4 separate regions of the Mus musculus genome follow, and regions 1, 3 and 4 are each linked to region 2. A link is a contact called in public Hi-C data. All regions are on one chromosome and are shown on one strand. Each heading gives the region's core, a stretch centred on a gene start, on an enhancer-like site or on the middle of the called end of the contact. The rest is flanking DNA. Distances are from core to core; before and after follow the strand shown. Region 1 has its middle 170 kb from the start of Gm39865. Region 2 holds the start of 4930440I19Rik (RIKEN cDNA 4930440I19 gene). Region 3 has its middle 26 kb from the start of Ube2e3. Region 4 overlaps Ube2e3 (ubiquitin-conjugating enzyme E2E 3).

Region 1 (5,457 bases), core at 596-3,095, 530 kb after region 2:
TCCCTAACTCCTCCATTGGGGTCCCTGTGCTCAGTGTCAGGCTTGTCTATGGCCATCATTCTTGAAAACACATTACTCATAAATCATTGACCATTACAGGTATCATAGAGTTTCTACATTTTTGTCAGTAGTCACTCATCCTTGGGAAATGACACAGCATATGGTGTTGATATGCAACAGATAATCTCCCCATTGTTAACCTTTGTGTGTGTGTTGTATATGTATGTGTTATGAAAAGGATTAATGTTTCTATGTTTCTAATCATTAGACACAATGCCCATAGGTATCTTACTTGATGTTTCAAATCTGGAACTAATAAGCAAGGAAAGTATTCCTTGTTACAGTATGACTGCCCAACAATAAGCCACTAATGGTCTCCCCGAGCCCCTGGGCAGTAATAGGAGTGAGTCCACACACCTGATCTGTGGAGGGGGCATGCAGATGGAATTATAACAGATTTCAGCAGCTTGTTTCTCACTAACTTTAAGGGAGAGAAATAGACTGCAGAGAAAATGATTTTCCAGTGGGGTCATTTAAAGTCCTTAGGGTGGGCTTTCTCTCAACTGAGTGAGAATATAAATTGGTCACAGGAGTACTCTAAATCACTGTTGGCCGGACTCGGTTCTGCTGCACAAACCTCACTCTGGCTCTGAGGCACAAGCTCTTGATTAGGTAGTCTGAATGCTCCTTAGGGGAAGAAAGAGAAGTATGTCTGCCTGGAATCTTATTATTCCTTATCTCCTAGGACATTGTCCATACAGTAAAGACCTATTCACTGTACTTACAAAGATAACTGTGTTAGCATTGCAGAGCAGTAACTAGGTCTATGACATTTGGGTCTCCTGGGGGAGGTGTTCTTTGGGTCTTTTTTTCTTTTCTTTTCTCCCCAAACACCATTCATTAATGATGCTACCTAGTAAATGTTGAATGGAAGTCCAATAATCAAGACAATCGGCAGTTGCTGGTGGGAGTCTCAGCCATTAGAGTCTTGAGGAGGTGGCACCTCATTGCTGTTCTGTTCCTCTTGTTTCTGTTACTTGGTTTGAGACTTTTAAAATTCTTGTTATTGTCCTCTGTTAAGCCTAATGGGTGATATTAATCGTAATTCTCTCACTTACTAGCAATTTCTACGAAAATTCTATATAACTTTAATTTACACCAGAGCACGTTCTCAAAATGATACTTTTACAATACAGGGGGTGCTTTTGCACTCTAGGACTATCTAATAGGTTTCATATATTTGCACAGATTGAGAACATGAATGACAAGGCATGTTAAAAACAAGTCTTGCAACTGTAATTTCTTAAATTGGGCAACAGAGTCAGGAGAATGTCATGTAAAGCTAAGCGCTGATCAGTATATACTGAAATTCTTTCTTCTAAAACAAACAAAAAAGACAAAAAATGAAGAAGAGAAGGAAGAAGGTAGGGAGAGAGAAAGGAAGAAGGCACAAAAAGCAAGGAGAGACCACTATCTCCATGGCTAGATCAAGACAGTTCACAGAGCTGAGCCATTTTCCCAGTCTCTGGAAGAGGCTGGATAGAGTGAGAATCTAACCTTTGCTTCCTCATCCTGCTGAGTAAGGTAATTGGAAAACTTATAGAGTGTTTCTATGCATCAATTTCTATTTTAAAAACATAATACTTTTATTTAAAACAACTTTCTCAAACATTCTATGGCCAGCTTTTTTAAGCATAGCTTTTTTTTTTTTTTTTTTTCTTAGCAAGTAGTGAAGTTAGTAGTCATGCTGTCCCAGAATAAGGAACCTCTTTAACTTGCACTGTGTTTTTCTAAAAGATGACACATATCAGGAACTTCACAGGCAGGAAGTAGAGCTGAGAGCTGAGCAAACCATGACTCGCACGTGTTATCAGTCACCCACGATTGGCTGTTTCCTGTGAGCGTTGAAGCCCATATTTGGTTTTTATAACAAAAACGTTATTTCTTTCTGCAGAGCAGAAGTATTTGCATCCCAGCGAGACAGATAAAAGAGTCCTGAGTGGCATTCTCACTGGCAGATAGTGATGGAGAGACGAAAAGCTCAAGGTTGCAGGCGGTGGGATGTGGGGCTGTGATTGCCTTGTTCTGGGAATTACATAGCATGAGATGCCTGGTCATAACAATCTGTTATCTGGGGGTAACGAGAGAGGGACTTGTAAGGGTGGGACTTGTAATGGAGGAGTGGAGGAGGGGGGGCTGTGATCAGAATGTAAAGTGAATAAATGAATTTATGAAGAGAATCTGTTATCTGCCATTTTTGCCACATTCTTTTGGAGCTGCATGAAAATAATTGGTTATTTTCCCATTTGTTTAAGAGTCTTCCTTTCAAAGATTGGAAGGAAATTATATATTAAATATGTGTGTGTGTGTGTAATTCTCAATCACTCTATAGCTAATTTTAAGCAAGTAGTGAAGATAAATATATATATATATATCCAGGATCACTATTGTTAACCATTCATGCAAATGTATAATTCAAATTACCATCATCTAGGAGATATTTTTATTATCTCTCATTTCACAAACAAAAATAGTAATTAATAGAAAACATAAATTCTGGGATAATTTTGCAGAAACAAACAGCTGATAAATGAAATTATTAAGAGGATAATACAAACTTCATCCACTTACTTATCAAAAATAAATTTACAGTGTTTTTTTAAAATGACTTCCACATTTCCTACAAATAATAACAATTTTAGTCAGACACAGTAATTTTGTTTTTTTAATTTTCACCGTGCTCCTCTCTTAACTATTTTTTTTCAGTATTTTATTTGCCATAAGAAGATATTTTTATTTTGTCAGAGGCTGGGAGATTCAATTTTTTAACATACATAATGTTAATGTTAGTCTTTGTTCACTGAACACTCACATGTCTCCTGTTGACAGGTTGTCAAGAAATATGTCTCCCTCAGAGAAAATCAGTGATGCAATTCTTGGTAATGAGGTATACTCACCAGAGTGCCCCTTACTGTTCCCGTGTGCCTTGATGTGATGTCTGAACTATTTGTTTGCTCTGCTATTAAGATAGCATTTGTAAATGTAATGGGAGCAGATTATTCCTTCCCAGAAATATTTATGGAAGTGCTTTCAAAGGACCATTCAATCCACAGTTGCTACAGATGCAGCCTGCAGCACTGGGGGTTGCTTCTAAAACTGTGTGGACTAAAACATCATCCTACAAACCAGTTAAAATGAGTTAACTTATTTTGTGTCTGAACACATATTAGAGATCATAGGCTGTTTTATATATGCAGATCATATGTGTGTGTACTTTCTGTAAAATAGAAGCAATCATCTTATGTCAAAAGGGATTGGGTAAACTGTTTCAGTTTAAGAAAGAGAGCTTCCCTCAGGTATTCATGCTGCTCAAAGAAAAGCCTTTTCATATCCTAAATGTATCTTCTTCCTGAAAACGTTTTAAAAACACTACAATGCTCTTCTTGCAATGGACTTAAAGCTACACTTCACAGCACCTGGATGCCAATAGATTTAAATGTGAGGCTGGACTAGTCTTGCTTTCTGTAGACTGCTGATAAATTTTCTATAAAATGGAAACACCCTAGTGGATGGATAATTTAGTGGATGCACATACAGGTGATGTTTGTGACAAGCAATGACTTTCATCTGTCCAATGAAGAATCATATTCTTTTGTTAAGTATCTCACTAGGCTTTTTGTATTATCTTTTGCTCTAAAAACTCTCCAGGAACATATCGGACTATATGATGATAGCCAACAGATGCTAACACACTGTTGTCAAGAGTGAACCAAAGGTGTGTGACAGGGCTAAGTTTGACTCAAAGCTTCACAACAGCCATAATACCACAGAGATGTGACTTTTGCACACCTGTAAATACTTTTGCCTTTTGTTTTGGATTATCTAGTGGTGTGGCAATTTGTAAATAGGAAAAATGTATTGAAGCAACTCCAGACATGTAAAAGGATTATTGCACCTCTGGAAAGAGTGAGTGTATTCTCAATGGAATGAGGAAACCCAAGCCTTCCAATGAAATTGATTTACTACTTAACGCACATCAAAAGCAGCATGGTGTAGGTTCAGATAGCAGTTTGTGACAACTTGATTTATGTTAATCAAATGAATGGTGTGTTTTCCCAACACATAAATGAAGTACACATTTTAAAAAATTACTTAAGAAAATGGCTGTTTAAAACATTACTCATCACTATGAAAGCTAGCAGACATTTCACATTTATATTATATTGATGACATATAGTTGTCACTGAAGAGACATCTTCGTACTCATTCATCATTATAACAAATAAAAAGTTCATATTTCTAATTTTATTTACTTTCTTATAAAATGTTTAAATGTATATCAGACACTGGAAATAGATCAAGAAACTCACTGCTAATGAGGTTAGTAGAAAGAGAGAAAACATTATATAAAAAAATAATTTCATTATTCATTTTTCTTAAAATGTGGTCCCAAAAGAACATTCTTTACTAATTATAGTGCTAGATGTTTGAAATGCAAAGACAAACACAGCATTGTGCATTACTTAACAAACCCAACTACATGCACGAAGATAACTTGCTGTCCAGAAGTATGTAGGAAACCTTCCAAAACAGTCTGAGATGATCAGGAAACAGAGCTATTTAGTTGTTTGTAGTGTAGAGAGCAGTGTATACCTGATTGGCAGTGAGCAGCAATGTGATTGAGAACATCTTAAAGGCAGAAAGTTTGCCATGAACCAAGGTATGGGTCTATGAGCATGCTTGTTGATATAGAGATAGCTGCTAATCATAGAGGATAAAGATGATGAGTGATGATCAGACACAGTGAGTCTGGGGCTTGGTGAACAGCACACATGAAGGACTCATAGTCCCTGCCAAGGAAACTAAGACTGGGTCTAAGCTTTGTAAGGCATTACAGAAGACATGTAAGTAAGGCTGGATATTAGAGTAATAAAACTCATGATAGGGACACTCAGGGATACAAAAGGCCATGTGGGTTTCCCTGGCTTTCATCCACAAAAGATCTCTCGCCTTCCTATAACAGCATTGGATCATGCCTGCTCTGTACATCCTTATCAAAGGAAAAATACCATTAGGTATAAAATAATGCCAGGATGTCTCCAGAGACAAGTTGGCCCTTGATTTATATCTCTTACTTGAGAAATTCCCCTTAAACCATCAGAAAAAAAATCCAAAAGCAATTGGGTCTTCATTTTCTATGACTAACAATTCCTATACCTGAATCCAATCAAATGATTTTTGTTTGTATGGTTTTTGATTTGTCTGTTGCCAAGCAGCCTGACTCTCCTGAAGTCAGTGTATTAAAACTTTCGCCTAAGAGTATACAATCCATTTCAATTTTATGCTTGCCATTACTGGGATAATTCCTCATGTTTGCAGTATCATCATGATCACATATATCTATTAGACAAAGCAAGAAAGACAGGAGTGGTTTGCAAATAGTTGAGCTTAAAGTTT
Region 2 (4,707 bases), core at 1,605-4,104:
TTGGCTTTATTTCGTAGAAAATGTGGGTGGCTGAAAGAACTTCTTTCACACAGTCATAATCTTCTGGCTTTGCTTACTGCTCTCCTGTCTTACACCCAAAGTAGCAAATGATAGGGACCCCTTTGTTGCCACAAAATATGTAAACCACTTCCATTTTTGACTGAGATAGAGCAAAACAAATATCCTCGAATTCCCACTAGATGGCGCTATTAGAATGGAAACGACTTAGTTTTTCTTCGGTCATAGTATATATCTCCATAAAATCTTCATTTTGAAATCCATCTCAGCATGTTATTTTGGCTTGTCAAGCAGGTCTGCTTCCTGCTGAACTAATGGATTGGGATGATGTAGTATTTAGGGAAAAGATTACCCAATGTTTCCCAAGAGAGCCCAGAGGACTCTAGGCAAAACAGCCAAGAGACATTTTATCCACTTCTGATCCTAGCCAATTTCTACCTGACATTTTTGATACCCTTACGCTTCTCCATGGACATGTAGGGGAGACCCCACAGAGACAATATCTTTGAACTGAGTGAGAGGCCCCGTGCATGCCTTTTCTTCCTAGTCCTGTGTGCTGACGAAGGAAGCTGACGCCCTCAGCCGATTGCTGACCATTGCCAGCTAACTCATCAGTGGTGATTTATCCAGCGGCTTTCAAAGTGCAATTTCTGGACTAGCAGCATCATTTGAGATTCCTTAGAACCTCACATTCTTCCCAAGCCCCCTGAATTGGAAATTCTGGGGCTGGACCACTGCAACCTGCAGTTTCACCAGGCTTCGAGGTAGACCTGATGTTCAGAAACCATAAACAAGGTCTTCGGGCTCTTCACAAACCATCCCTATCCTCCTGTTTGACCTGACATCGCTCTTGAAAGCCCTCAAAGAACAGCCTCAAAGGTGAACAGGTGGGTGGGGTATTTGAACGCCAGTGTGCCCTCCTTGTCCTCTTGAAAGGGCTGCCTCTGCCGTTTTATTCTGAGTGTCACCTCGAAGCACAGCCTCCATTGCAGAGGACTCCTTGAGCCCGTGTCTAGTGTGTAAATGAGGAGGAGGCTGTGATTAGTCATTCCCGTTTCTTTTGGAAGGAAGAGTGAAATGCTCAGGAAAGCCGCCAGGTGGCAGCCTGGTTCCTAAGCGGCTCCTGTATTACTGAAAGGCACTTTCTGGCTTGTTCACTGTAGTCAAAGAAAGGCAATCCAACAGCAGTAGTCATTTATTGACTAGGCTGTTTGTCTTTTTCTCTACTGCAGCATGAGTCAGAGCCCACAGAGGGAAAAAGAGAGGGGAACAACCTACTGATTAATGGGTCAGAAGGCTGCTCTGTAAGACTGTGAGCCACTTCTGCCTCCGTTTCACAGAATGTGGGATGTAGGGAAGCTACAAAGGCGAACATTGGTTAAATACCCAATGAAGCTGGCTCAGTCAACCAGTTCAAACAGGTATCTGGAATATGTCTGTCTTCTGTCCTTTGATGAGCAATGTACCCACACACAGGAATCACATGGAGTAATGTTGACATCTTCTGATGCCCAGAGGCTACAGAGGCAGTCCCTGGGCATCGGTGAGATTAAATCTTCCCAGGTGATTCCAGTGGCAGGAAGCTCTGGAGACCATTTTACCCACATGCATTGGAGTTAAATGCACTGACAATGTGGCCTCAATGAGAAACTGGTTGCTGTCTCATATCGTAGTATAAATTTGATAGAATATGTTGTCATGGTCAGTTCTGTTATTAACAATGGGCAGGGTTTGTCATATGATGGAAAGTGCCCACACCCTTCCCCCAACTACTTCTTCCTTCCTCCCTTTTTCTTTTATTTCCCCTTTTTTTCCCCTTGAAGCTAAGAACACAAACCCAAAATTGAAGATATTTCTACTTCCTGGAGGGATATTCTGACTGAAACCACACTATTCTGTTCTAAAGTACAAAGACCATACCTTTGGCTGTATGCTCTCAGGGGTCCTTCAGCTATATGCCCTAGTTTAAAGGCTACTACGACAGCAAAACATTTAGCTTAGTGCTGATGCGAGGGGAGTTGTTCATATTGATCAGGCAGAGTGAAAACGTTTGCCTGGACAACCCTGAAGTCTTTCAGCAGAGTTTGAAATTTTTCTGTAAGGAAAGATTTTTTTTTTTTTTTTTTTTTTTTTGTACTAAACCAGGTTTTGAAACCTAGAATGCGAATTTTAAAAAATATTTGTTCTAGAAAACCATATATGTTCCCACAGAAAAAGGCAGCCTGGAAGGAAACATAGTTGTAACATATAAAACATGAAATATGCTGAACCGTTGTGTGAAAGGACACATGATGCTAGGCTGAATTCTCGACACCCACGGACGGGGTTCAACCCCGCAGGAACTCCAGCTTCTGGTCCTCTCTCAAGGCTCGTCCAAGTATCACTTCTTGAAATGTAAATATTACTGTAAGAAGCAACTTGTTAAACCCTTGCATCATAAAGCATACCAAGTTTCCCTATAAGTGCAGATTAGCCAAGGAAACTGAGAGGCTTGCGCTGGAAAGCCCAAAGAAAGAGGATGGAGGAAAGAAATGTGTAGTAAGGATTGGGAGCCAAAGGGCCTTTCTCCTTCAGTTTGACATTACAGTTGGCTAGGGCCCAACCATGGACAGTTTAACTTGGTTCATTTGTTGAGTTTATGCTCCTATCCTACAAAATTCTTGCCGACTCCCCCCCCCCCCCCTTTAAATGGTACGTCATAGAGAACAGCAAAAGCTACGGAGTGGCTATGGTGTCTCACGTTGTCTCACGCGACTTCCTAGATTCCAGAGGCTTCTTTTCTGTGGGCGTGGCCAAGGCAGCGGGGGTTTATGACAAAGTTGAGCGACCTCATGTCACTCAAACCAGCTGTATTAAGGAAGGTGCAAGCTTTTGGGATTTCTGTTTGGATTTAGTTTAGGTTCAAAAGAGCACGCACAGATCCTGAGTGTTGTCAAGCACCCGTGACTGGGAAACGGAGGCGTCCGATCCGTATTGGAGTCAATTCGCCACTTAATTGGTGAGTCTCTCCACCTATGGCACTGCAGCAGTACGTTTCTGTCTGCAAACATAAACATATTCAATCAATACAAAGCAAAACCTTGCTTCTCAGAGGCTCTCCTATGCTCTCTTGTTGGTTTGTGAAAATAGCTAAGTAGTGGTGTTCAGTTCATCCTATTAAAGAGCCTTCATCAGGGAATACTGAGACAACTCTTGGTGGCAGCAGGCTTAGTCATCCTGCTGTGACAAAGGGATGAATAATGTTTTTTAAATCTCACATCTACCAACACTCTCTTTTCAAAATGGATCCTCCATTACAGAAAAGGAGCTACTGCAGATACATGCGGTTAGCAGTTCTACCTTTTTCATAGCTTCGTTACTAAATCAAAGGGTGCATGACACCGTTCCTCATAGAATGGAATGACTTCGTGACTTCTCAGCGTTTACAGTTCTCGCTTTGGAAGATGTTGGTTTGTGTTCTTGCGACCGTAAGAGTGACTTCTGTCTTCCTGTTAGCTGCTTTCTCTCACGTCTTGGTTATTAGGCCATTAAACCCTCCTCCATTTGAAATGTGGCTTACTCATGCTTTGTGATGTAGCTGCTATTTGTCAAAACGGTTCTCAGAATCCCATTTTCTGGTTACCATTAGAGCACAGCACGAAACCCTGAAGATAAAGGATGATGTTGGTAAATATTTTCATCAGACTTTGTGAGAATTCAGATTTCTAATAAAATTAATTTGAGAAAAATCAATGACCCTATGAGTTTAAGAGGACTTTCATTATTCCAAGGTAACAGTTTCCAAAGCTTAGTATGTCCTTCAAAAGCTTATTGTCTAAAATGTTCTTTCTCCTCCTTCTAGGGCGGATTTCCCCTTCTGGGTCATGACTAACTACATTGCTCATACTAGCCAGAATTATATATCCCTGTACATTCCCCACTTCTTTTCCACTCAGAATAGTTGATAATCTGCGTAGTTACAAGAATATCCACGCACAGCAGTGGCTTATTCAAAAAAGGTATCATACCACTGTTGTTTCTTTTCCTTGGCAAAAAGGGAATATTTTGTTCCTACAATTATAACTTCTAAATATTAAAAAGTGAGTAGTGAATTCTGATAGACATTTCTTCAAAAATCTGTCAAATTAGAATACATCTTACTACTAAAGTCATTTTGTGATTATAAGCAATAAACTTTTCTTCTTGCTTTTTTCTTTTCTTTTTCCTTATTTTTCTGTTCTTTCTTCTTTTCCTTCCTCCCTTCCTCCCTTCCTCCCTCCCTCCCTTCCTTTCTCTCCCCCCAAACCCCCAGACAGAGTTTCAGGACAACCAGGACTACACGAGAAACTCTGTACTTTTACTCTTTTATATACACAGCCTGCTTTCTCATAGAACCAGCCCAGGATCACCAGCCCAGGGATGGCACCACCCATAGTGGGCTTGTCCCTTCCCCAGAAATCACTAAATCAGAAAATGCTCCGTAGACTTGTCTACAGCCAGATACTATGAAGGCATTTCTCAATTGAGGCTCCCTCCTCTCTGATGACTCTAGCTTGTGTCAAGTTGCCACAAAACGAACCTGTACGACATCAGAGAACAACAAGAGTCAACAATCCTTGTCCTATAGTGGCAAACTTGTCTCTAAATTTGTATCTCCATATTCATAGATTAGGATAGCTCTGGAACATCATCAGAGAATTTTCTTTGTCT
Region 3 (5,125 bases), core at 300-2,799, 790 kb after region 2:
CAATTATCATCTCTAACTGTCATAACCACGTAGCATCTCTATCCAATGGTGCTAAAGGCTTATTTCATAGAATTTGAAAACCTAGGTCTGAGATATATATACATTTCAAATACTTCTCAAATTAAAATATAAACAATTCAAGTATCTGAGAAAGTTTTGTAACTCATGAAATACTTGAAGTTGAATATTTTATAAGGAAAAATTTCACCATACTTGCTATGGTTGGAGTCCAACCATTAGTACTCCGGTTTCTACTAATTGAGCTTCTGATTATGTGTTATAACATGGAGTGCAGAGAGGGAATAACTCAGTGTGGAAGGGTCCAACATGCAAAATGTCTTTGCTTTGTAAGTCCTCTTGGCTAGGCCTCATGGCATAGGCCTTAGACTGATGCAAGACAATCATGATTTCAAGGCCAGTCTGGATTGCAAGAGATCTTATCTTTTAAAAAAATCTAGCCAGGCAGTGGTAGTGAATGCCTTTAATCCCAGCACTTGGGAGGCAGAGGAAGGTGGATTTCTAAGTTAATGGCCAGCCTGGTCTACAAAGTGAGTTCCAGGACAGCCAGGGCTATACAGAAAAACCCTGTCTTGAAACAAACAAACAAACAGAAAAAAAAAAAAACAACAAAAAAAATCCCACAACAACAACAAAAAACTATACTAAACTAACAAATAAGTAAAAAGGGGTCTAGAGATATAGCTCAGTGCCAAGGCCGTTTATACTGAGTGAGGTCTTAGCACCTCAGTTAAAAAAGGAAGAGGAGGAAGAAAAGGAAGATGAGTAGAAGAAGAGGAGGGAGGAGAAAGAGGAGGAGGAGGAAAAGTAGAAAAAAGAAGGAGGAAGAAAAGAAGAAGAAGGAAAAGAAGAGGAAGAAAAAGAAGAAACAGCAAGCAAGCATCATTAGGAAAATGGATTGAGGTATAGAAGAGCCTCCACTCTCAAGAATGACCATCAATCCCTTCAAAGTAATGGCCAGTGTGATTTACTCATCTTCTAGTAGGCTGTAATATCATGTTTCCACTATCTCAAAATAAAAGAAAATTATTTAAAAACCATGCATCAAATAATAGATATGTTCCTTTCCAATAACAAGTCAAGCCCTACTGTGAAGTTTGATAGAAGAAGATGAAGACAATAGCTTATTTACTTTGCTTCCAACAGTATTGAAATACTGCCACATTCAGAGCCGAGCCTTAATCTGGTACTTTGTTCTGTGGCTATATCTGACAAACGGAAAATATTTTTGAAAGATGTAAGAAGTTCTCTGACTAGCCCTACCCTTTCTGTCCACACCTTAACTACCAGTCACTTCCCCTTGATTGTACACTGGTCTTAACGTATCATTTTTAAGAAATATCTTAGAACAAAAGTGATATTGCTTTGCTCCAATAGCATCATACAAAAAAAGCCAATTGTTCTGTCTTGGGCACTCTTGGTCAGTCTCTTGTTCTTCCTTGCTTGAGTTGCTTTGGGAACACCAGCAACCTCTCTGTGAGGAGGTCCTTTGTAAAAAGTCATGTGAGTGTTGATGGAGGCAGATCTTCTGAGACTTCCCCAAATGAGACTGCAGCTCTGCTTGGCATCTAGACAGACCTTTCTGTGTGGCTTCCAGCTAGAGATCCAGCCACGTCACTTCCAGATTCCTACGCCACAGAAACTGTGTGAGGTGATAAGTATTTTTAGCTTTAACCACCAAGTTTTGAGCTAATTTGTTACAACGTGATAAACAAGTTTTATAACATTATGTTCACTGCTTTTCTTTCCGTACTAAATTTAGTCTAATTTTACTTTGGGAGCTAGGAATGAGATTGCTAACTGGATTGAATTTGATCTTCTAAGGATAAAGCCATTATACAATTGGCTTGTGGTGGTGATGGTGGTTGTTTTTTGTTTGTTTGTTTGTTTGTTTGGGTTTGGTGGAGATTTCCATAATCAATTTTAGTAAACTACCACACCCATTATGTTTCTGTGACATGTATAAATTTATTTTTTCAAATCTTGGTGAAATTCCTAATAATGGAAACTAAGTATATCATTAAAAAGTACTTAGTAGGTGAACTAGCCATGACATCAGGCCTAGATACACATATCATAAAGTGCCAAGAATTTCATGTGTTTGGAATATCTTATGCAGTTCATTCGATTTCTCATTAATCCATCCAGAAAGCATCTGCTGATTCTGTATTATGGCCAGGCATTACAGTAGGGAATCGGGTATCCAGTCAACTGGAGTTAATCTTGCCCTCCCAAACTTAAGTCTAACAGGTCAGACAAGCGAATAACCATTTTGATAGACAGCAATAAGTGACAGAAATAGCCGTTGACCCTGGTCCTATTAGTATCATAGGGAGGCTCGGGAGGATGAGAGAAAGTTCTCCTTAAAACCTTTAAAAGGATAAGTAGGATTTAGCCAAATATAAGAAAGCTTGATGGAAGTACTTCACATAGAAGGTAAATATATGTCAAAGCACAGAAAAGAAAAGGAGTTCGAAACTTCACGGGCACTTGAGGTCATTTATTAAGTTGTAAGGGAATGACTGGGGTTTGGCTGTAAGATACGAATCTGGGAAAGACAAGAGACAGATCTTCACAGGACAGTTGAGCCCATGAAGGATTCCCATTTGTTCCCAGCAGATGAGTTACGTTCGAATCATCTGAAGCAGAAAATGATAGATTCCCTCATCCCACTAGAGACCTACTAAGTCACATACTGTGATTGGAGATTTTGTTTTGTTTTGGTTTGGTTTTTGTTTTTTTGTTTTTTGAGACAGGGTTTCTCTGTGTAGCCCTGGCTGTCATGAGACTCACTCTGTAAACCAGGCTGGCCTCGAACTCAAAAATCTGCCTGCCTCTGCCTCCCGAGTGCTGGGATTAAAGGAGTGCGTCACCACGCCCGGCAGGAATTGGAGATTTTAATGAGCGTCCCAGGTCACTGTTTGTGAAACATGTGTTAATGCATAGAGCATTTTAAGAGGAGAACAAAATACATCTGGCTGCCACTAGTATGAAATATTTTTAAAAATGTAGAAGCCAGTCAAATTTAAATTTAATAACATTAAGGTGTAGCATAATGTTCCTTGCTGGACTAAGCCTCTACTTCCAAAGTGAATATGAGCCCCCCCCACCCCCCCCACCCCCGCTGCCATAGAGCTACAGTCTCAGAATTCAGACTGTCCCTACACTGGGTCATAGAACAACTTGGCTCATCCACTAATTTTCCCCACACACAAACTGTTATGAAGTCCAATGTATATGACCCATTTGTTGTCATTTGATAGTCAGTTAAGATCGTGGGGGTCTTAAGTTCATGCACTACTTAGGATTGGGTTCAGATAAAGTGACAGAAAGTCATTTACATGACTGCACAGAACAGATACATATGACTGTCTTCATAAAAGACTGGGAAGATGACACAGGCCTAGTATGGCACAAAGTTTGTCAGGCACTCGGGCTTCTAATTCACTTTCTTACCAAGTGGTCTGACTTCCTCCCACCCCACGACTCTAAATATCTCATGGAATAAGAGGGTCACAGTTTATAAAAGCATGAGGCTATGTTCCACAGGTCATAGAAAGTGCTTTTTTAAAAGTACCCCTTTTCTTTGTAAGGACATTCTCCAGAGACTACAATGCCACATTTGTTTATTTTGTTTCATTATTTTAAGACAAATTTTCATATAAAGCAGGTTGACAACAAACTCTTTTTTTATATATAGTAGAGAATAGAGTTTATTCAGGGAATGGGGAGGGGAGTTGAGTGAGAAGGCAGTAGAGACAGAGAAAGGCAGAGGGGAAGAGGGAGAGGGAGGGGAAAAGGGGGAGAGGGAGAGAGGGAGAGGGAAGGAGAGAGGGAGAAGGAGAGAGAGGGGGAGGGAGGAGGGAGAGGGAGAGGGAGAGGGAGAGGGAGAGGGAGAGGGAGGAGAAGGAGAGGGAGGAGAAGGAGAGGGAGGAGAAGGAGAGGGAGAGGGAGAGAGGGAGAGGGAAAGAGTAGAGGCCGGCCTTGAGCACTGGAGATAGATGGGGAGGGGGAGCAGAAGGGAGAGGACAGAGCGAGAGCAAGAAAGCTAGAGGACAACAAACTCTTAACTCTCCTGCTTTCCAGTGATTGGGCTACACATAGGCTGTGTTACATCACGTGGCAAGCCGCGCTTCTGTATACCCATAACCACATTAAGCTGCAGGGATGCTGAGAAATGCAGCCTTCATTACAAGAAAAGGAATGCTAAAGTATAGGCAGATTACTTATTCCATTTTTTAATTTTGTCATTAGAGCCCACAAAACACACACACACACACCAAAAGCTGGTCTATTGTTTTATAAACCTAGAATGACCACGGATATTGAGCAAGGTGGTTATGGCATTGTTATGGTTCAGACCACTCCCATTTTAACTGTCTTAATTATATGAGAGTGAAAATAAAACTCCAAACTTTTTCATTGAATCTAGGGAACCATAAAAAACAGTGTCAATTTCAAGCACACCTATACAGCTAAGCACACAGCATGCTGGGATTTGGAAAGCAATAATGGGAAGCATAGAACCTTTGTGCAACCTCCAAGAACGTTTATATCAAGGATACCATTAGTTCTCACTGTGAGAGAAGCTATGCTAAGCTCTCCCCCCCCCCCGCCCCCCCCACACCCAATATATAAATCTTTTATTCTCCCAAAAGAGCCCAAATTGTACTTGTGATCAGGATCTCGTTTCTGGAGTCAGGAAACTGAGGCTTCCTCACTCGTCAGTCTGCTGCACGGTTCCCTTCTCAAACACATAGATGGCGTCCAAAAACTTCCTATCTTTGTTTTTAACTGTTGTGGCTTGCTGAATCAGAGCGGCTGAATTTGAAACAAGTTGTATCATTCCCTTCAAGGATTAACTCATCCTTCTGGGCTTGAGAGACAGAACAAGCAACACCTGTCCTCATCCGAACACCGCGGATGTAATTTTCACCCAAGAAATTTCAGATTTCAACTAAAGAGCCATTCTCCTGGATAACGACGTTGATGGGGAAGTGAGCATACACGAGACCGCATCTTGTAACGGAAGCTCAGTGTAACACCCTTGATGATGTTCTGAACATGACTGCAGACGGTTCTGACAGTGGCCAGTTCCTTTCTGTTA
Region 4 (5,210 bases), core at 1,355-3,854, 840 kb after region 2:
TGTTCTTTGAGCCATCTCTTCAGGCCCAATTTTATTGTCTTAAGTGTCTGTATGAAAAATAATTTCTTCCCTCAACATTTCGCTTCTTAGACCTCTTTCATTATGAAATCTTGTAGTTAATTTGAGGGCTGTAGGGTTATTAGGTGCTGCTGTTTACGTGCATGAGTCCACGGGTGTACACACACAGACAGACACAGACGCTGCTGCTGCTGCTAGTACTCCTACTACCACTACCAACAATGCCACTGAATCTCTTTGTTTTTTTTTTTTTTTTGTTTTTTTTTTTTTTGTATGTTTGTTTTTGTTTTTCTTACTAGTGAGTTTTATTTACAGGCAGACCTGTGTTAATAGGATTTTTATCTGTTACTTGAAAATGTGCCTTTCTAATCTCTTTTATTAGCTTCTTTAGTATTCTAAGAAAACCTGTTTTTAATGCCTGTTAGTCTCTTGCTCTTCATACTTTTAACACCTGAGGACCAAGTATTCAAATATATGAACTTATAGGGCCATTCTCTTTGAAATCACTACACAGATTGGCATTGTGAATGTGTGCATGGCATGTTTATGTGAGGTTGGGAGTGGGGCATGGAGGGTGATTCATTAGTTTAACACAATACCAGGAGTATGTTTTACAGTGTAGTAGATATTTTAAAGTTTGTGCACTCATGATGTGACTGTATGTGGATGTGAGTGTGTGTGTGGGTGGTGGGGGTACATGGGCCCCAGCTCCAGCATATTTGTGGAATCAGTTGTTTGCTTCCACCTTCGCGTGGGTTCTGGGGATTGAACTTTACCTGGTAAGCCTTTTCACTAGCCCTTTCAAATGATTTTAAATAAAATCAAAGTTAGTGTCTGTGAGTAGAAACATTCTAGCAGTTGATGAGACAAAATTGGCAATATGTTTTTGTGTGAGTTGCTTTTAAAAATAGCATGTCTATATCAAGTCAGTGTTGGAGATACAGGAACCCAAAACAAATTGGCTCACAGGATTAAAAAGCTCAGGGTCTGTTTGGCCATCAGTATCTCATTACTTTCAAACTGTACTGACGACTTCTCAGTTAACCCCAGTTTAAACACCCCTTTTTATTTTCATAAAACAACTGATAATACTTCCAGCTTTCTCCTTCAGATTGAGCTACCTTTTCACATAATGTGACTTTCCACCCTAGGCTTTTTTTCACAAATGTTTTCTCATTGCATAATTAGTGTTGATCTATTTAATATTATTTATTAAATAATAAATTGATTTATTGTTGTTGATGATTATTTATTTGTTGATTACCTTTGTTAGCTAAATTGTATCACCGTAATGTGTACATGGAAAAGCACAGTGTGTATAGGGCTTGGTGCAGCCAATTACTCATTAGCAGTCTTTAAATATTTTTATTTTAGGAAATGTTTTTGTATTCATCTGGCTCTGTGCTGTGGCCTGTCTTCTCTTTCTTTACACTGAGTACATCCATGGGTCACCTGCCATGTGCTCTTTCTCCAGTCCAGCTCCTCCCTAGAGAAGTCATGTTATTATTTTAGTTTATGTGTGTAGGTGAAACACCTACGTATATGTCTGTGTACCATGTGTGTGCCTAGTGTCTTTGGAGGACAGAAGAGGGCATCAGATCCCCTGGTACTGGAATTACAGATGGTTGTGAGCTGCCATGTAGGTTCTGGGAATTGAACCCAGGTCTTCTGGAAGAGAAGCAGGTTCACTTAACTGCTGAGCCATCTCTTCAGCATCTGTTTTAATTTTTCAAAAGCATACTTTACACAGAGCAATGCAGTTTATGTATTAAGTAATGCTATAACAGAATGACTTGATACGTTTTGAACAGAAGAAAAAGATTTCAGATGACAGTACCTATTCCACCAAAACAGTTTTTTTCAGTCATTTTTTTCTAAGAGGGTCAGTGTGACAGATGTGTTCCATGATAGGTTATGTTTAATTCCTTTTTTCTTAATAGTCAGAGAAGGTAAAAAAGCAGCCAAGCATTCATCATCACCACCTCAAAGGGATAACATGCTGGATTCATTTGAAATTTAAACAAAAAAAAAAAAAGGTTTTTTTGCTACTTGAGAAAGTATGTATTTTGCATATACAAAAAAAGAACTTTTGGAATGAAAAATAAAACAAAAGTTGTACATCCTCTTTCAAGAGGATGCTCTTGCCTATGGCCATCTTTCCTCAGTATCTTCCCTTGGTCTTTTTTCCAACTTTTAGATTATATTCACACTTATGCCTGCTTTCATATTTCATATATGCATGTATGCATTATAGACTAGGGCTACATGTATAAGAGAGAAGATAGATGCACATGTATTTTCATTCTTAGCTTGGATCCATTCTCTTAAGTATACTTTCCAACACTGTTCTTTTTCCTGAAAATTTTATGATTTCCTTTTCTTTTCCAGATGAGTTATATTTTATTTTGAGTCTGTACCACGTTTTCATTATCTTGTTATTTGCTAATGGACATTCAGGCTGGTCCATTCTTTACTGTTGTAACTAGGGCAGGGACAGCATGGTGTGCAGATGCCTTGGTGATAGGGATGGAGCCTTGCAGGCACTTGTCTAAGAGCGGAATGGCTGTTTTGTACAATGGTTTCATTTCTGAGTTTTAAGGAACCTTCCAGCTGATTGCCATAGTGACTATGCTAATTATACTCCCATAAGTAGTGAGCTAAGGGTTGCTTTTCCCTTACATGCTCCCAACATTTGTTGTCAGATTTCTTGATGATGGGCATTCTTTTTGGGGTGAGGTGTTGTCTCAAAAGTAGTTTTAAAATATGTTTGACTGATGACTCAAATGCTGAATATTTTTAACACTAGTTACTTTTTTTTTTAAAGAATTGTTTATTGTTGATTTTCTGTTTTGTTTTCTTGGTGATTTTAATTTTGGAGTTACTTTTAAATTTTGGGTAATCTCTGTTTGAAATATAGCTGATAAAAGATTTTCTCCACTCTGGCCTGCTAGGGTGCATCCAACCTGGTAACTCTTTGCCTTCCTGTTTAGAAGTTTAATTTTATGGAGTCCTGTTCGATGTCTCTTTGCTCATTCCTGTGCCCTTGTACTTCTGCTTGGAAAGTTCTTGCTTGACTCCAAAAATCCCTGTGTTTTTCGCTGGTAGTTTCAGGGTTTTAATTCAGGTCTGAGATATAATTCTCCTTCATTTTTGTATAAGGTGAAAGATATGGATCTCTTTTATTCCCCTGAACCTGGATATCCAGTTTTGTCGGAAACAGTTATTGAATAGGCTGGGTTTTTTTGCAATGTAGTTTTTGTTACTTTAGTCAAAGATTAAGTGACCATAGCTTTGTCTGTTTATTGCCAAACCCTCTTATTTTGCTCCCAACAATCTGTTTGATTTTATGCCAATACCAGGATATCTTTATTACCATAGCTTATTGTAGTATAATTTGAGGTCAAATATCATGTTACTTCCAGCTGGATTCCTACTCCTCAGGATCGCTGTGGATGATGGTGGCTGTGTTGTTTTGTTTACCTTGTGGTTCCATATACATTCTTGAATTGAGTTTTCTAGACCCATCAAGTATGACTTCAGAATTTAGGTTGTATCACTCAGTCTATAGATTACATTTTGTAGTAAAGCTAATTTCACAATATTAATTCTGCTAGTTCAGGAGAATGAAACGTTTTTTGTCATCTAGTGTCATCTTTGATTTTTCTTTTTCAGTGTCTTGAGGTTTTCATTGTAGAGGGCTCTTGCTTTGGCTAGGTATATTTTCAGGTTCTCTTGCTTTGGCTAGGTATATTTTCAGGTTCTCTTGCTTTGGCTAGGTATATTTTCAGGTTCTTTTCTTTTTGAGTTAATGTGCATGAAACACTTTTTATTCTGAGGGGTCATTGCTATCTTTAATGTTTGTATCTTTTAACTACTTTAAAAAAAATTTTTTTAGTAGATCCTATAAAGTCTTTCTTTAATAGATTCTGCAGTCTTTTAAGGATAAGATCACATCTGCATGTGAGAATAGTTTGACTTTCCTATTTTTAAAACCTTTTGTCTTTCCAGCTCAGATGTAGAGCACAGTATACTGAATAAGAGAGGACAAAGAAGCAGTCTTCTCAGTTTGCTTGTTTAGTGTGATGTTGGCTGTCGGTTTGCTGTATATAGTCTTTATCATTGTGATTTATGTCTTATCAGTTCCTAGTGTCACCAGTACTTGTGTTATGAAACAGTGTGTTCTTAAACTTTGTTCAGTGCTGTTTCAACATTGAGAATGATTATGTCGTTTCTCTTAAGTTGGTTTATGTAGTGTATAACCTTTATGTGTTTTGTTAATATATTCAACCTATCAGGCATTCGTTTGCTGTGGGATGAGAGCAGCGAAGCTGACATATGAATGTGGTTTGTGCTGCAGCTGTTGCTTGTCCCTGAGGTCAAGGTGGCTGTTAGAAAGGGACATGCATTTGCAATGGCTTGTGTAAGTTTAATGAAAGAAATAGCATAGCAGAATCAGCATCTGTGACTTTGAGAGTCACAAACATGCATTTCATCTCAGCTTTCCCTCTTATATTGTCTTAATTAATTTATATTGTGTTTCTCATACCATAAAGACATTTAGGTATGAATCTCTGACTTATAGCTATTGTCAGAACTGTGGATGAATTCTTTATGGCTATGGAATTATACATCTTTATTCCATTTAATGCAAAGATCTACTTTTATACTTTTAATAATTTGGGTATCAGGTCTCAATATCTTAATATGTTTTTGTGAATTTGAAGTTATTTGTTTTAGTTAATGAAGTAATAAAAATGCTTATAACAGTTTGAGTTAATTGGTTTTATTTTTCAAATGACAACACCAAAACAGATTTACTCCTAGAATTAGTTAACTTCAGGTGGAAGTCATAAATAGCTGTAGACCAGGATGAGGTTAAGATTTTACACACACACACACACACACACACACACACACACACACACGCGAGTATATGATTACAAATAAACCAAGAGTCCTGACCTAAACACCAGTGGGTGGCTTAGGACTGTTGTTGGAGGCTGCTACAGCAGTCACAGAGACAATAAAAGCTAGAATTAAACATTCTTGTATGAAAAGTTTTTCTAAGACTCTCTTATTCAATTCAATGGCATAAAGTTGACTTATATTAACATGGCTACACTTTTACATCTAGGATACAGTCTCTTCTTAGGGATTTGGCCTGATTTTGTCTTTCTTAAATTTCATGAAGG

What was found. Hi-C and Micro-C count contacts between places; a contact is called where the count stands out from the background.
Region 1: a Hi-C map of bone marrow-derived macrophages shows a contact between it and region 2, with 2.3 times the contacts expected there. The contact joins the enhancer-like site here to the promoter of 4930440I19Rik in region 2. A contact is called at or near these places in 5 of 484 Hi-C or Micro-C datasets (bone marrow-derived macrophages, cortical neurons, embryonic stem cells and 1 more).
Region 3: a contact with region 2 is called in a Hi-C map of bone marrow-derived macrophages, with 10 read pairs. The contact joins the enhancer-like site here to the promoter of 4930440I19Rik in region 2. A contact is called at or near these places in 2 of 484 Hi-C or Micro-C datasets (the P5424 cell line and bone marrow-derived macrophages) and 4 of 115 datasets of contacts at active chromatin or transcription factors (bone marrow-derived macrophages, craniofacial prominence, embryonic basal ganglia and 1 more).
Region 4: a Hi-C map of bone marrow-derived macrophages shows a contact between it and region 2, with 12 read pairs. The contact joins the enhancer-like site here to the promoter of 4930440I19Rik in region 2. A contact is called at or near these places in 19 of 39 promoter capture datasets (the 3T3-L1 cell line, 3T3-L1-derived adipocytes, the C10 cell line and 13 more), 2 of 15 datasets of contacts at CTCF or cohesin (pro-B cells and stem cell-derived epiblast-like cells), 35 of 484 Hi-C or Micro-C datasets (the AML12 cell line, the Ba/F3 cell line, the G1E-ER4 cell line and 22 more) and 26 of 115 datasets of contacts at active chromatin or transcription factors (the 230-238 cell line, DN3 thymocytes, the NIH/3T3 cell line and 18 more).

Annotation. Positions count from the first base shown.
Region 1 is chr2:78,578,411-78,583,867 of GRCm38.p6, forward strand. No RefSeq gene overlaps it. Among named protein-coding and RNA genes, the nearest start is that of Gm39865, 170 kb to the right of the region's middle. Within about 2 kb of position 1,846, at least 27 of the 459 cell types and tissues checked have an H3K27ac peak or open chromatin away from gene starts, as enhancers often do. A contact at or near this core is called in bone marrow-derived macrophages, where this site is marked.
Region 2 is chr2:78,048,323-78,053,029 of GRCm38.p6, forward strand. It overlaps 4930440I19Rik (RIKEN cDNA 4930440I19 gene), which reads left to right and starts at 2,855. Exons shown (of 7, transcript NR_108098.1): 1 at 2,855-3,016. Gm52519 (a long non-coding RNA gene) reads right to left here and starts at 3,662. Exons shown (of 3, transcript XR_003953861.1): 1 at 3,358-3,662; 2 at 2,759-3,058.
Region 3 is chr2:78,840,427-78,845,551 of GRCm38.p6, forward strand. It overlaps the pseudogene Gm17014. Among named protein-coding and RNA genes, the nearest start is that of Ube2e3, 26 kb to the right of the region's middle. Within about 2 kb of position 1,550, at least 34 of the 459 cell types and tissues checked have an H3K27ac peak or open chromatin away from gene starts, as enhancers often do. A contact at or near this core is called in bone marrow-derived macrophages, where this site is marked.
Region 4 is chr2:78,884,012-78,889,221 of GRCm38.p6, forward strand. All of the region lies in intron 3 of Ube2e3 (ubiquitin-conjugating enzyme E2E 3), which reads left to right. It overlaps Gm51431 (a long non-coding RNA gene), which reads left to right. Exons shown (of 2, transcript XR_003953862.1): 1 at 1-3,775; 2 at 3,807-5,210. Among named protein-coding and RNA genes, the nearest start is that of Gm51431, 13 kb to the left of the region's middle. Within about 2 kb of position 2,605, at least 1 of the 459 cell types and tissues checked has an H3K27ac peak or open chromatin away from gene starts, as enhancers often do. A contact at or near this core is called in bone marrow-derived macrophages, where this site is marked.